Regions from separate parts of the Mustela erminea genome. Here region 1 is linked to region 2. Evidence: chromatin contacts called from public Hi-C data. All regions are on one chromosome and are shown on one strand. The core of a region is the stretch at or near the end of the contact, and the rest is flanking DNA. Distances in the headings are between cores, read along the strand shown. Region 1 overlaps PRKCE (protein kinase C epsilon type). Region 2 overlaps PRKCE (protein kinase C epsilon type).

Region 1 (2,700 bases), core at 25-2,524, 270 kb before region 2:
GACCAAGGAAAGGAGAGAAACTGGAAAGGAGAAGTTAAGGAACAGGAAGAAAATTTTGGAGAGCTTGGATGTCATGGAAACCAAGGGGAGAGAGCATTTCAAGAAGGGAGAGGAAACAGCATCAGCTGGTGTGGTTAAGTACACTGGGGACTCCACTCACGGGCTTAGCAAGGTAGAAATGATGGGTCCCCTCAATGAGCAGTGAGCTCCAGCACCTGGGCTTAGATGGGATAGAGTGTAAGAAAAGGAGATAGGGAGCATACCTAACTCTTAAGGAGTTTAGGGAGGAGAAGAGGTTTGAGAGGTGGCCAGAGAGAGGTGAGGCAGGGTGTGAGATGTTTTTTAGGATGGGTGAGTCTGACTGATGGGAAAGAATGGCAGACAGGGGGAGGTTGAGGAAGAGGATGAGAGGTGGCCAGCACCAGAGTTCCTGAGAAGCAGGGCTGGGTAATGGGTCCAGGACACAGGTGGGGGCCTGGGCTGAGGGGACCCACTTCCATGATAACTAGTGGGATGGAGGAAGGGCACTCATCCTTTCTTCTTTCCTACGTGGTTGTGGGGTTAGGTGGTAGAAAGTCAAGTGAGCCCTGGGCTGATGGCTTTGGTGTTTTGTCAGAAAAGGAAACCGAGTGATCTGCTGGAAAGAGGAGCAGCCTCTGGATGGCCCCAGTTCCCTTCCACTCCCAATACTATCCATTCTAGGGGTGACAGCAGGGTTCCTCAGCTATCTCTCACAGCTCTCACCTCAGCTTCAGGGGCAGACCTGCAGTCTAACACCTCGAAAAAACAGGAGTGGGTCCCTGGGGCCTTTCTGGAAATAACATTCCTTCAAGTTCTAGTTTCTCTAAATCCTGGACGGCTTCTCTTTCATTGTTCTTCCTGGACCCAGCATGGATTTACTGGAAAATAGAGGGCCTATTGTTCTGATGCAGTGATAGGAATAGAATTCATTTTGAGAAACTTAGTTGTTAGAATTTTTTTTTTTTTTAAGAGATTCAGCATCGTTTTCTCATAAGGCAGATGCTCGGTGACTGCGTTTGTCCCCTGTTCATGATGGGCATGTGGATAAAGCCAGTGGTCCCATGCCACGTGGTCTGCGCCTGGACCTATCTCCATAGCTCTCCAAGTAATCCCAGTACTCCCAGTTTTTGGAGGCCGGCTGGGCGCCTTAGTGTCCGCCAGAGGGCGCCGTTGGCTCACAGAGCCGGCCGCGGTGGCCCTAGGCCTGGGGGTGCAGCGCTGACCACAGCGCTGTCCATTAGCCCAGTGACTAAATCACTTTATTACTTCATCCCGTTAAGCGAGCCAGCCATCGCCAGGGCGCTCAACTGTGCAAGCAAGAGAGGAGCTAACAAGATTTGTGACACTCTTCTTATTTCGAAGTGTCATTCTTGTGACAAGTATTTATAGAGCACAGGGTTGTACCTACTGTGTCCAGGATCCTGGAGAGTAAGTATGGAGATGAGTCATACTGTCTCTCCAAACTTAAAGACCTTTCAGGGAAGTGGCAGAATTAAGAGAAGTCCCAAATTTAAAAAAACTGTAGTTGGGCAGAGGTCAGGGCTATGAGAAGTGAGGGGAAGTGGTGGGAGAGTTCAGGGAGGGGGATCCAGAGGTTCAGCCAGGGACATAAGGACTGGGACAGGGAGGGGTTGGGCCTTAAAAGAGAGAAGGATTTGCTACCCTGAATTACATCTTGGTTGCAAGAGAACCTGTGAATTAAACTAGTTCTGGTTGGACATCTGTTATGCCTAAATGATTGTTATCGGTGATGAAAAGGCAATATTCCCTGCCCTGGAGATCTAGCTCCTTAATCTTGAAAGGAAATTAGAAATAGAAATGGATTGGCCAAATATCCAGAATGGGTTAGAAATATATAACGTAATCTGAACACTCAGATTAAAAAAAAAACAAAACCCAAAACCAAACAAAACCAAAAAACCATGTGTATGTTTTGAGGGGGGCCACGTCTGGCTGGTTCAGTTGGTCGAGCATGTGACTCTTGATCTCAGAGTCATGAGTTTAAGCCCCACGTTTGACAGGGAGGCTATTTAAAATTAAAAATTTTTTAAAAATGGTTTCACTGAACAGTAAGATCAGTCCTGCTAATTCATCAATTAACCACAGGAGCCCACAGAAACAGCTGTTACATTTGGTACAGTTATAAAACCATTCGCCAAAGATACATCTAATTGGTGTTACCAGACAAGACGCAGAAATAGAGAAGTTAAGGAACAATAAAGTTTTTTTTTGTTTTAAGGACCTTGTTTACACATATCCCCAAAACCTAAGGAAGAACTCTGTGAATATCATCGTCCCCCAAGAATTATTACAAGTCTGTAATATCCAATTGCACTGAGGCCAGTTAACTTTGGAACCAGTACATTAAAACAAACCTGACTTGATTTACAGAAATTTTGTTTCCAACATATAAAGGGTAATTGGAGTTCTTATCATTAAATGGCGTTGCAATGGTTCTAGTGTAATAATGCAGGAAAATCAGTAAACTGCAACTAGGAAGCATTAAGAGTTGATTGTAGACCTCTAGCTAGTGCTTTCTTTGGTTATTGTTAAAAATTCTCTTGTGTAGCAAGTCAGTGAACTTCTCTAGCTCTCAGCTTCCTCATTTAATAGAGGAATTTAATAATAAGAAAGAATATAGGCCAGTTCATCTCCCAAATCTTGCAGCATGTAACAAAC
Region 2 (2,700 bases), core at 64-2,563:
TGTCACTAACCCAGGAAAAGCTGGCTCTCATCAATAATTTTCCTTATTCCTTTATGTGCCGACATACAAGAAAACACATGAGAACTACTTGAGTTTCCCACTTTCCAAAATAAAACCTACATATTTTCCATAAAAAAAAAAAAAAGAAAGAAAGAAATGGCAGATGACCCATTATCTACGAGAGACTGTGCCAAACACAGAACAGGGACATACTTTAAAGAAAAGTCCTTGGCTTTATCTTACTGTAGGCCAGTGGGTGGACATATTTTCAGATAAATGTTTAAAGTTTGAATGTGTGCTGTCAGTAAAAATATTTAAGCTATAATATCTTAGTTTTCCATGATTCTCTGCTTTAATGGACTCTTTTAAACCAAACATTGTTCTGTCCATATAGATAAGAGGAAGAGAGGAATAAATCCTTCCTCTTTCCTGGCTGACCTCAAGCTACGAACTTCTCCAGGTACTGTGTTGCCTTAAACACAACAAAAAAGACAACACTTTATATTTCAAAATTTGCATTCTAACCCATGTTTTAAAAACAAAATAAAAAACTCCCCTCCCCCGCCAAATCTTCGTAGAGAACCACAACTTCTGTGATAGGAATTCCGTGAGTTAGCTAAATTTTTCTGAAATAGGAGTGGGTAATTTAAATCCCGTTTTCTAATTTATCTGTTGGATCTGTGCCCCTGGGACTCACAGTGACCTTGGAGGCAGGCCCACCCATGGCCTAGATAGATCCTGGAGCGCAGGTTTGCCTGTACCTTACCGTGCCTGCTGATGCTAGGAGCTGGGGTCACTGGACTGACCCTTCTGTGTGGGCATATATGTATGTGGGAGCGAAGAAGCTCCAGCCTGTGGGTGTGGGAGAGCCTGTGTTCCACAAGCTCAGCACTGCCCTGTTTGGGAGCCAGCCTGCTGCCCAGCATCTCAGGCCGGAATATCTACCCTTCGAGCAGAGCTGGCAGGCCCTGACAGTGAGCATGCCTTTCGTGCCAAGTTCACCATGGTGACAACACTGAGGAACAGGCGATGTCTTCGCACCCCCACCCCCAGCCTGCTGTCTGTCCTCCAAGGCACTTGTGGGGGGTGGGGAGGTGGTTCATTTGTTCCCAGGCAGCAGATTAGGTGGTTTTCATTTGTGAACTCTGCTTTTTAATCCAGCTCTCCTCCTGGCCACCAGTCCCTTCCCTGGCATCATAGGGTAACCACTGCTGGCGAAGGTGCTCAGAAAGTGAGGGGAGACCTTTTGGGCCGGCACCCACACGGTTTTGAAACACCCCCAAGGCAGATCACCCTGAGTCACTGGCCTGATGGCAGTGGGCCAAGCAAGGAATCACTCTCAGCAGTTCTCCGCTCCTCCTCCTCCTCCTCCAACCTCATTCCTTTCTTACTTTACAGGGCTCTAGCCAGTGGGAGGCCACAAGTCCAAGACGTAGACTCGAGTGCCCCCGTGCGGCCATGGTGGAGGCGGGAGGCGGTTTAGAAGATGCAGCCAGGTTTTCCTTACACGTGGGCGGGAGAAGGCAGCCGGCACCTACAAGCCGGCACCCTCCTTAAAGCAGACATTTTACATAATCTTTGTTGCTATTTCCTTCTTAAAATTTTTATGTCTGTTTTACACTCGTTCTTAACAAGTAAGCATCCTAGGGCTTTTTTCAGCTTGAGTTGTGAAAGAGTGACTTGGGGTGGGGTGGGGGGGCTGGATTTCCAGTAGGTGTAAGTAAGGTATGCTCCCTCTCGGTTCTGGGAGACTTCCTCCAACCCACAGCCTCTTACAGTTGCGTGTTTTTATTCAAAGGGGCGGGGACAAGAGCTAGAGCTCTGCCTTTCCACCTCACACTTTGAGGCTGTAATCAATCACAGGCGTTTGCAAACACCTGCTGCAGCTGTGCTGTTGAATCTGTAGCATCAAGACCAAGGTCTGGTTTGGACACAAGGCTTCCAGTGCTTGTACTTTGAACTCCCCAGGGAGTTTGGACCTTCTTTTATGGGTCGTCCCCGCAGTGTTTTGGTGGGGGGAGGAGGAAGATGCAGTCCCCAGGGAGAGAGGAAGGTGTTATCCTTTGGAAAGAATAGATTCTGCCTTCATTTGTATGTATTTCTTTAACCTCCTTCAAAATTTTTCCCTTTGTGTGTGGTTTTATAATTAAATAAAAAACCTGTTTAGGAGGATTCATAGCAGATGTTGTTGGTAGCCCAGCCAAAGCTGTATCCCTTGGCCTCCCACCAAGGTCACCCTTAGGACCACCTGTGTCTCTCTGCCAGAGGGTCGTCATAATCCGGGATGTTCTGGGGGGACTAAACCATGATAGGCCCCACATTTTGGGTAGTTTGATTTTAGGAAAATTACTCATTAGCTATATATCCTCATTCTGATAACCACTACAATTATTGAGTGCCTACTATGTGCCTGATACTTTTTAATGATTATATTCTAAAGGTCACACTAACCCGGAAGGCAGATACTATTAATCCTTATTTTAGAGATGGAGAAACCAAGGCTCAGCAAATGGCCATAGGATCTGGGAGAAGCACTCAGGTTTTATATCACCCAAGTCCACTCACCCTTCTTATTGTCTTCTCTGTGGTGGTCTCCACTTTGCTCGCCACGGACCTCATTCAGAGGGCCCCAGCCCCCGGTCCCAGCTGTATCTCTCCCTTTCCACCTCTTCTCTCCCCTGCCCCGACTCCTTGTATGTT

The links. A called contact is a pair of places that touch in the nucleus more often than the background predicts.
Region 1: a Hi-C map of fibroblasts shows a contact between it and region 2, with 8 times the contacts expected there. The contact joins two enhancer-like sites. A contact is called at or near these places in 3 of 3 Hi-C or Micro-C datasets (fibroblasts, skeletal muscle and spleen).

The regions. Positions count from the first base shown.
Region 1 is chr7:63,457,260-63,459,959 of mMusErm1.Pri, reverse strand. The region is part of intron 4 of PRKCE (protein kinase C epsilon type); the gene reads left to right. Among named protein-coding and RNA genes, the nearest start is that of PRKCE, 31 kb to the left of the region's middle. Within about 2 kb of position 1,274, the one cell type or tissue checked has open chromatin away from gene starts, as enhancers often do. A contact at or near this core is called in fibroblasts, where this site is marked.
Region 2 is chr7:63,182,539-63,185,238 of mMusErm1.Pri, reverse strand. All of the region lies in intron 5 of PRKCE (protein kinase C epsilon type), which reads left to right. Among named protein-coding and RNA genes, the nearest start is that of EPAS1, 290 kb to the right of the region's middle. Within about 2 kb of position 1,313, the one cell type or tissue checked has open chromatin away from gene starts, as enhancers often do. A contact at or near this core is called in fibroblasts, where this site is marked.